2 separate regions of the Mus musculus genome follow, and region 2 is linked to region 1. A link is a contact called in public HiChIP or PLAC-seq data. All regions are on one chromosome and are shown on one strand. The core of a region is the stretch at or near the end of the contact, and the rest is flanking DNA. Distances in the headings are between cores, read along the strand shown.

Region 1 (4,958 bases), core at 710-3,209:
ACGTGAACCACAGTTAGTGTGCCCTGCCCTGACATGTCACCATGTGTGCTATCATGTGCCTGCCAGTGAGCAATGGCATCCACCAATGTACAGCCGGGCACAGGCCCCCAGTACTGCTCCCTGTGACATTCCCGAGGCCCAGGCCTGGGATGCTCCAATAATGCAGAGGTGCTGTGCCAATGGCCCACCCCCTCTGCAGGCCTGGATCGTGGCTAGGCAGCCTCAGTGTCTCTGTTCTCCGCCTTTAATCGGCTGCTCTGGCTCAAAAAAGGAACACACCAGACCACCCAGGGTGCAGGTTTCAAAGTTCCCTCCCCACACCCCCAGGCCAGAGCACTGCTATAGACATGGGGCTCCAGAACCAAGGTACCTGGGTCCATTAGCCTAGAGGGTGTTATGTGTGGCTTGGTAGCAAAAGCTAGGCTAGTGTGGGGTCCAGGCAAGTCTGGGGCAGCCATGCAGAAGACTGTCTTGTTCTACTTATGCCCCCCACAGCTGTCACCCCAGTACTTGGGAGGTGGAAGCAACAAGATGGGGGCTGGGGGAGCGCAAGGCTAGCAGAGATCCCTCAGGTTAAGGCATGAGTGTGTACCTGTCTGCATTTCTAAAGGAAGACAGAACCTCCTCCTGTGAGCTAATAAGGCCTCAAGACATAGGTGTAAACTCCCCCATGGGCCTTTGAGGTCAAGGGAAGCCACACAGGCAGAGGTGCAGCTGATGCAAAGGTCCTGGGACAGAAGGGACTTGGGAACCAGAGGAAGTGGCCACTAGGAAAGGGCTAAGCAGGTGGGGATGAGGTCACAAAGCAGGGTGCTGCCCATGAAAGGAAGCCAGGCACAGACTCACCACAGGGGGGTTCAAGGATGCCTGATATGTTAGAAAGCGCACAAAGTGTCCTTTTTGAAAACCTGATTCTAAGTAAATTAAAGATGGCCAAAGGGCTGGGATGGGAGAGGGTAGGGAGGAAGTGGAACAGGCCTCTGGAAAGCACAACTCTCCCTGTCTAGAAACTCTTCTGTGGGGTTCACTACCTATTCTCCAGGGTGCGGGCTGGCATATGGGGTCTGGACTCATCATTGCCCAACTGTGAGGGATGGCCACTGCCTCAGGTCACAGATGGGAACCCCAATCCCAAAGAACCACGGAAGCCTCAACCCCGGAGCAGGTTTTGAACTCCCAGCTGGTTACAGGAATCACGTCACTTGAGGACTGGGGGACAGCGAGGGAAGAATGTCCCTTAGCTCATCTGTGGGCAGGTGCCTGTGTTAGCCCCTGTGGATACCCCATCCTAAGGGGTGGGCACCCTCATTTTGCAAAAAGGAAGAAGAAGGACAAGTGTGGGCTCGAGATGAGAGAAAGGGGTGGGAACCTGGTCTGGCGCGATGTCGCACCTCCTTTAGTGACAAAGCCCTGTATGTGACAGTGACAACCCCCTCCCTACGATGAACCAAGACCCGCACCTCAAACGCCCGGAACCCGAGGAGCCATGTCGAGGAACAGCCCGGAGCGGGAGGGGGGCTGTCTCAAGGGACCCCACCCCATCGCAAGCGATTTCCGGGAGGGGGAGACAAGAGACAGTCGCGACCCGGAAATGAATGAGTTGTCAGGGCCTGGAAGCATACCTAGGGTCAGGGTTCGCAGAAAGAGCTCTAGTGGGGTCTATGGGCAGCCCTCGGAGGGATCGGGGGAAGGGTCATAGGTCACAGGTCAGCGTGAGGGGCGGGGCCGGGGCTGGTGGGGGGGGATAGGGCGGGGAGCCTTCAGAGACAGTGGGGGACCCCATGGCGCCATGCCGGGCAGTAAGGGAGGCCGCATGGCCGCGCTCACCATCGTCCGCGTCTTCTGCCACCCGGACCGCCGCCGCCGCCGCCGCCGCCGCAGCCGCAGCCTCCTTCCCAGTAGCCGCCGCACAGCCACTTCCAGCCGCCGCGCAGCTCACTCCGATGGCGACAGCACCGCGCGTCATTGGCCCGCGTGGTGGCCCCGCCCTTCACGGCGGCCGCGCCCGACGCGCTCCCATTGGCCGACCGGTGCTCGTTCGCGTTATAATTGGTCTCTGCATCTCCGCCTTCGTCGTCGAGTTCGGTTGAAGGATCAAACCCCGCCCGGGGCTTGGGAAGTAAGAACTTGAGATCCGGACGTGGGTGGCGACCCGCGCGATGCGTCCTGGGAGTTGTAGTTCACAGGTCGCCAGCGATGCGGCAGGGCTCTGCTCCTTCTAGGAGCTGCTCCACCTTTTCTATGATGTCCCTGGAAGGCTCATTGTAATGAGTTCATCCAACTCACAGCCTCCTATGCTGGATCTCAACCTACAGTTCATTTTTTTGAGGTCTCATAGTACAGGCTGACTTTAAACATGCAGCAATCCTCCTGCCTCAGCCACCCGAATTCCTGGGATGGCAGAAGTAAGGCTTTTGTTATTTTAGGTAGAGCTAACATGGACTTATTAAGAAAATGTAGGGCTGGAGAATTGGCTCAAAGGTTAAGAGCACTGGTTGTTCTTCCAGAGGTCCTGAGTTCAATTCCCAGCTAACCATCTATAATGAGGTTTGGTGCACTCTTCTGGCCAGCAGGCATACATGTAGGTAGAACGCTGCATGCATAAACAAGTCTTTAAACAAACAAACAAACAAATAAATACATGAGAGGAAATGTGGGGGTAGGGGCACATTCCTTTAATCCCAACACACAGGAGGTAGAAGTGATGGATCTCAGAATTTGAGGCCTGCCTGGTCTACAGAGCAAGACTTCCAGCACAGCATACCTTGTCTCAGAAAAAGTTGTATAACATTTTAAGAATTATGAGTGTGTGTGTGTGTGTGTACACAACAGTCTTCATGTAACGAGGGCTACTTTTTGGGAGTCCTTTCCACCCTGTGTGGTCCAGGATCAAGGTCTGGTCATCTGGCATGGTGATAAGAGCTTTTTATAGTTGAGCCACCTGGCCAGCCTCCTAATTTCATGTTTTTAAGACAGGTCTGTGTAGCCTAGGCTGGATCTGGAATTCCCTTAGGATGTAGCTATCTCCTCCTGAGTGCTGGAATGACACACATGCACCCAGGGTTTTACTTGTACTGTGGCTGCCCTGGCACTCTGAAGACCAGGCTAGCCTCAATTTCACAGATCTGCCTGCCTCTGCCCCACCTAGTGCTGGGATTAAAGGTGTACACCAGCAACACTCAGCTTTTTTTTTTTTTTAAGATTTATTTATTATATGTAAGTACACTGTAGCTGTCTTCAGACACACCAGAAGAGGGCGTCAGATCTTGTTACAGATGGTTGTGAGCCACCATGTGGTTGCTGGGATTTGAACTCCAGACCTTCGGAAGAGCAGTTGGGTGCTCTTACCCACTGAGCCATCTCACCAGCCCCCTGACACTCAGCTTTTAAACTTTACTTTTCATACATGGGTTCTGAACTAGCGCTGTGTGGCATGAAGCTAAGGCTTCCATTGTGCTGTCTTCTTCTATGGCTCCCCACCTCACTGACTGGCCTGTTCATTACACTGTGTTGTTGTGTGTGATGAATGTGTAGGGGGCAGAGGACCCCTCTTACCCACCTTCACATGGGTTCCAGTATCAACTCAGGTCACCAGACTTGACTGGCAAGTGCCTTTTCATGCTGAGCTATCCCACTGGCCCTCGTTCACTTAGAAATAGGAATTCATGAAGTCCAGGTTGGCCTTACCTTGCTATGTTGCTAAGAATGATTTGTTCTGATCATCCTGCCTCTGAGACCCTGGAATCTCAAGTGTGCTTCACCGGGGTGTGTGGGGTGCTAGGTATGGAACTTGGGTTGTTCCATGCTGGCCAACTGTTCTGCCAGAGGCATAGCCTCAGCCCCTTCATTTATATTTTATGACAGGGTCTCTCACTGAACCTGGAATTGGACCATTTTGGCTAGACTGGTTGGCTAGCAAGCCCCCAGGATCTGCCTACCACTGATTCCCAAGTGCTTGGGCCACTGATATGTCTGGCCTTTTGTGAGTATGGGGATATAAACTCAGGTCTTCAAGCTTGCACCATAAACAGTTCACTCACTGAGACTCTCTTGGATAATTTTTTATGTCAACTTGATACAAGCTAGAGTCCTTGGAGGAGGGAGCATCAATTAAGAAAATCCTTCCATAAGATTGGGTTGTAGGCAAGCCTGTGGGACATTTTCTTTTCTTTGAGACAAGGTTTCTCTGTGTAGTCCAGGCTGGTCTCAAATTCTGAATGCTGGGATTAAAGGTGTGTGCCCCAGCTGGAAGAAAGGACTGGGTCTGCAGGAGGGATTGGATAGGGGGTAACTACAACATAGGGGGGAAGCCTGAGGGACCTGGAATTTGGACCCCTGAGGTAGGACTAAAACCTTGGGCCTCTGGAGAACTATAGCAGGTGTTAGAGCCAGACTTAGGGCAAAATCTGACACTGCCTACCTATCCTCCCCACAAGAGTGCCATGTCTGGGAGGAGGGTCAGGAATTCAAGGCCATCATGGCTATACATTTTTTTTGTTTTGTTTTTGTTTGTTTGTTTGTTTTTCGAGACAGGGTTTCTCAGTGTAGCCCTGGCTGTCCTGGAATTCACTCTGTAGACCAGGCTGGCCTCGAACTCAGAAATCCACTTGCCTCTGCCTCCGGACTGCTGGGATCAAAGGCGTGCGCCACCACACCCGGCACATGGCTATGCATTTTATTAATCAGAGATTATTGGGGAGGGCTCAGCCCATTGTGGGTAGTGCCATGCCTGGGATGGTGGTGCTAAATTCTATAAGAAAGCAGGCTGAGTAAGCCATGAGGAGCAGGCTGAGCACAAGTGGCACCCTTCCAAGGCCTCTGCATCAGCTCCTGCCTTCAGGTCCTGCCTGACCATCTTCAGAGATGGACTGTTAACTGAGACAGAATAAATTGTTTCCTCTACCAGCTGTTTTTGGTAGAAACCAAACTAAGCCACAAGTAAATGGCATATACAACAT
Region 2 (4,958 bases), core at 1,091-3,590, 840 kb after region 1:
ACTCTCATCCACATTTCAATTGATCTGCAGGGATCACGAGAAGCGCTGTCCCTAGGGCAGGAAAGTTTGTGCTTTCTTGTGTTGACAAGGGTGGAGTTGGCCCAGCGAGGGCAGCTCACCTCTGCCCCAGAGTGTGAGGAAGTCAGGGTCCCAGCCCGCTGAGGTCATTGTTGGCTGGCAGCCCACAGTTGGGCTACCCCACTTCCTTACGTGGCTTCAGGACTGGTTATGAGGTCACCAGCTAAGGATTTTGAGGAAAGAGGAGCCAAGTTGGCACAATGCCACATTCCAGAGTTTTGTGAACCAGAAATCTGTGTTTGGGGGGTGATGATGCTTATCAGAGGATGGGGGACCCCATGGAGCCTTGTTGGTATGGAGCCCTTTGGAGAACATTCCATGAATAAAGTGAATGGCTGACTGATCCTGGTCTTAAAGAGACAGATGCCCAGTTGGTCGTTGGCCTGGTCACCACACTGTAGGAAGAGTGGAATACTATATATAGCAAGGAAGAGCTTGGTAGCTCATTTTCCATCATCTTGACACCCAGGAGACTGAGGCAGGGGGATTGTGGGTTTGGATTCACAGAGTGAAAGTTCTATGAACCTGGAGGAACTGTCCCCTAGGCTTCTGACAGTCTTGTTTTAACCCCCAAGTGACACCCTGACACCTGACTGAGACTTTAGGCCTGGGTCTCTATCGACAAGCAGCTGAGAGTGTGAATTTCAAGGTGCACAGGAGCTCCTACTGTGTACTCAGGTCACATGGGCATCTCTAGTTCTCTACCACAACTTGTGGTGACCCCACGGGATGAAGCTGAAGGTATAGTTGGTCACACACAGCAGTGGGTGTGTGTTGAGGGGGCACAGATGCCTGGCGAAGTGGGATCCTAAACAGGAAGCCCTGGTGACTTTTTTGAAGGGGCCTGTGTGGGTTAGGAAAGTTGGGACCCATCACAGGAAGACACCGAGGGCCAGAGAGGCAACCTGGGCTGGCTGAGGTTGCATCTGTCTGCGGCCTGTGGGGTTAGGTGGGGTACAGAAGTGCTGAGAACATCGAGGCCTGTCCCAGCATCCAGACCGCACAGGGCTCCCCGTGTGGGAGTGGGCAGCTGCTCGGCCCACTCCCGAGCTCCATATCTACGAAGCCATCTGCATCCCAAGAGACTTTGGGCCGTCCCCAGCCTCAGTTTCCCCACCTGTGACCCATGATGGTCCTGTCTCAACCTCTCATCTCACGCAGCAAGACAGCTGTATCCTGATCCTTGGCCTTTGCTCTGCAGCGCAGAGAGGCTGAGAAACTTGTCCAAGGTCACATGGGACCGCGGGATAGTCCCTCAATTTGTAGCGTGCACCCCCGGCCCCCGCTGTACCCCTACCCTGACGATGTAGACCACAGCAGCCTTTCACAGAAAGAGAAACTGAGGCTCAATGGCTGGCCTGGGACCAGAAGACTGCAGTATTATCCTCTGGGATATGATTCGGAGATCAGCAGCTCGCCCAGGGCAGAGAATCCAACTCTGAGACTTAAATTTGGGGGAAAACGGTCAGAGATGAACATAATCCCAGAACCCCACTCTCACCGGCCAGGTGGCCACCATGCTGTGCCTCCTCACAGAGTGCAGATACCTCAAAACTGCCCACAGCTGCGATCCCAAGGGCGGTGCCACCTCTCTCCACATTGATCTTTAAGAGTCACCCCCGTAGGCAAAGGGTCCTGGAGCAAACAGGTAGTTCTGGGCAGTGCATCAGGGGTGGGGCTTGGATCTGAGGAGGAGTGGTCTGGAATCAGTTTGGGGAGGGTTCTGGGGGTCATCCTGGTCTTGGACAAAGGAGATGGCGGGTGAAGACTTACCATGCACCTACCTTGTCTTCACAGGGGGACATGGAGTAACCCTAGTCAGTCATTAACCTGGAGTGACCCCACAGGTCAGAGGCCACCCAGCAGTATGTAAATACTGGGAGGGACCCCAGCAGGAGCCCTTGATGACACCTGGTGCCCCTCCTTGCTCACTCCTGTCTTCCCCAGAGGCCCTAACTACAGCCACTACCCTTTCAGGGCCCAGGCTGACCGTGGATGGGGCTCCTGGCACCTTCATCCTCCTCCTCCATCTTCTATCTGAGCCTGAGACGAACTGCCCACCCCCTCCAGCCACCTGCCGCCTCCTGTTTGGAAGGAGGCCCGCAGCAGATTTCCTCTTCCCTCCATTCCCAAGAGGAACCCCTGGTCTGGGGATACTGAGGCAGGCACAGGGCAGGGCACGTGTGAGCATCCAGTCATCCTGAAAGGTAAATCTGGTTCCTGAAGCGACAACTGTTCGTACAGGGTTTTGAAGGATTGGTAGGAGTCCCACAGAGGACACCGAAGAGGTGCAGTCCCTGATTTGTCCTTATGTCCCAGCCCATTTGGGCACGGCTGTAATGTCTACTCCTGGGACACTGAGGCATAGGGGTGACTTGCCTGAACTTGCCTTTTCTAGGTTTTCCTTGGCTTCACCTTTGATGGGGGTGGAGGGAGGAGGGAGGGAGAGAGGAGGAAAGAGAGAGGGAGAGAGTCCTGGTCCCAAGAGGAAGGAAGAAGCCACTTGAACTTCAGTCTGGACTCCATCACATGTTCTGTGGGGACGATCAGCCCTCACTCAGGTCCCAGCCCGGCGGTTTCCCTCCCTCCCACCCCCTCCCCCTGCGGAGCCCTGGGATTCCCGCCCGAATTAGCCTGGTCACCCGAGTTGGCATCGCACACGGGGGCGGAGCGGACAGAGTCCAGTGGGTATAAAGGCAGCTGCAGAGGGCTTAACTCAAAGACACACTCAGGACACAAGCGACATGGCCCCGCCCGCGCTCCAGGCCCAGCCTCCAGGCGGCTCTCAACTGAGGTTCCTGCTGTTCCTGCTGCTGTTGCTGCTGCTGCTGTCATGGCCATCGCAGGGGGACGCCCTGGCAATGCCTGAACAGCGACCCTCCGGCCCTGAGTCCCAACTCAACGCCGACGAGCTACGGGGTCGCTTCCAGGACCTGCTGAGCCGGCTGCATGCCAACCAGAGCCGAGAGGACTCGAACTCAGAACCAAGTCCTGACCCAGCTGTCCGGATACTCAGTCCAGAGGGTGAGTAGCAACCAGGGACCCACTTCAGGAACACCCTCTCCAAGCTCCAACCAACACACTCAAGTCCACGAGCCCAGCCCAGCTTCCGAGACTCAGTTTCCCCTGCTGTGACCTCTGGAGCTGCCAGCAGCGGGCTCAGCCAGAGTAGGACGGATGACCGTCCCTAGACCGGAGCTGGACAAATGATGTCCAGAGAGGTCAAGGTCGCTCCTGGAGATGCACAGCACTCGAGTTGGGGAGGACATGGGGGAAGGTTAGAGGGTCCTGGAGGGAAGAGGGAGGGACAGGAGCCAGGTTGGGAGCCAAACGGAAAGAACCTGCGGGAACTGGATCGGAAATCTGACGCAATCGCTTGTAAAGAGACTGCTACAGTAACAAGTGACAGTCGCTTGGATGGGAGGGAGGAGGATCCAGGGGACTGGACTCAGCTCTGGGACCCAGCAGGGCTGAGGGCGGGCCCAGGCTGATTTGGGTCACGCCCCCTTACAAATCCGCTAGGGTTGTGTGAATCCAAGCGAACTGTAGCTCTCCCTAAAGATCTGCAAAGCTACACTTGGATGTGGTGGCGCATGTCTGCCATCCTAACTACTCCGGGGGTTGAAGCAGAATTGCCTTGAGTTCAAGGCCAGCTGGGACTACAGAGTGAGAACCTCCCCAAATTTTATTTGTAGCCCAGGTCGATTTCAAACTCAGGGCAATCCTTCTGCCTCCATTTCCCAAGTTCTGGGAAGACAGGTGTAGGCAACCAAACCCTGCTTTAAAGAAAACCAACTTCTGTTTGTTAAACACTTTATTCAGAGGCTTGGGAAAAGGTTGGAGAGATCCATGCTGTCCTGCGCAGGGCAGACCTTAGGGATCTCTGTCGCTAAGAGCAAAATCAACTTTAAGCCAGAAGGTGGCGGTGTACGTCTTTAATCCCAGCACGAGGGTTTGGGGTGGGGGTGAGGGGTGGCACAGAACAGGCAAATATCTGTGAGTTCAAGGCCAGCCTGGCCTACATGGAGAGTTACCAGGACAGCCAGGGCTATACTGAGAGACCTATGTTTGACATCTGTGCAGACCCTGTGGTCGGCGGGAGTGGCACATTTGCACAGGGGCACATCTGTGCCTGGCACACCCTAAGGACATGAGTAACCGGTGTTCTGGTTTCTTCTGCAGTGAGATTGGGGTCCCACGGCCAGCTGCTACTCCGCGTCAACCGGGCGTCGCTGAGTCAGGGTCTCCCCGAAGCCTACCGCGTGCACCGAGCGCTGCTCCTGCTGACGCCGACGGCCCGCCCCTGGGACATCACTAGGCCCCTGAAGCGTGCGCTCAGCCTCCGGGGACCCCGTGCTCCCGCATTACGCCTGCGCCTGACGCCGCCTCCGGACCTGGCTATGCTGCCCTCTGGCGGCACGCAGCTGGAACTGCGCTTACGGGTAGCCGCCGGCAGGGGGCGCCGAAGCGCGCATGCGCACCCAAGAGACTCGTGCCCACTGGGTCCGGGGCGCTGCTGTCACTTGGAGACTGTGCAGGCAACTCTTGAAGACTTGGGCTGGAGCGACTGGGTGCTGTCCCCGCGCCAGCTGCAGCTGAGCATGTGCGTGGGCGAGTGTCCCCACCTGTATCGCTCCGCGAACACGCATGCGCAGATCAAAGCACGCCTGCATGGCCTGCAGCCTGACAAGGTGCCTGCCCCGTGCTGTGTCCCCTCCAGCTACACCCCGGTGGTTCTTATGCACAGGACAGACAGTGGTGTGTCACTGCAGACTTATGATGACCTGGTGGCCCGGGGCTGCCACTGCGCTTGAGCACCGGGCCCTGCTCCTCACCTACACTCCCCTTCAAGGATGCTATTTATATTTGTATTTATTAAT

Evidence for each region. HiChIP or PLAC-seq counts read pairs in DNA pulled down with a chosen protein or histone mark.
Region 2: a contact with region 1 is called in an H3K27ac HiChIP or PLAC-seq map of microglia, with 6 times the contacts expected there. The contact joins the promoter of Gdf15 here to the promoter of Dda1 in region 1. A contact is called at or near these places in 4 of 39 promoter capture datasets (hippocampal neurons, neutrophils, pre-B cells and 1 more) and 4 of 115 datasets of contacts at active chromatin or transcription factors (bone marrow-derived macrophages, embryonic stem cells, microglia and 1 more).

What each region holds. Positions count from the first base shown.
Region 1 is chr8:71,466,195-71,471,152 of GRCm38.p6, reverse strand. It overlaps Dda1 (DET1 and DDB1 associated 1), which reads right to left and starts at 1,959. Exons shown (of 5, transcript NM_025600.2): 1 at 1,828-1,959. The coding sequence starts at 1,830.
Region 2 is chr8:70,629,477-70,634,434 of GRCm38.p6, reverse strand. It overlaps Gdf15 (growth differentiation factor 15), which reads left to right and starts at 2,340. Exons shown (of 2, transcript NM_011819.3): 1 at 2,340-3,102; 2 at 4,261-4,958. The coding sequence starts at 2,823. The coding sequence ends at 4,892. Gm34154 (a long non-coding RNA gene) reads right to left here and starts at 1,872. Exons shown (of 2, transcript XR_870495.2): 1 at 1,580-1,872.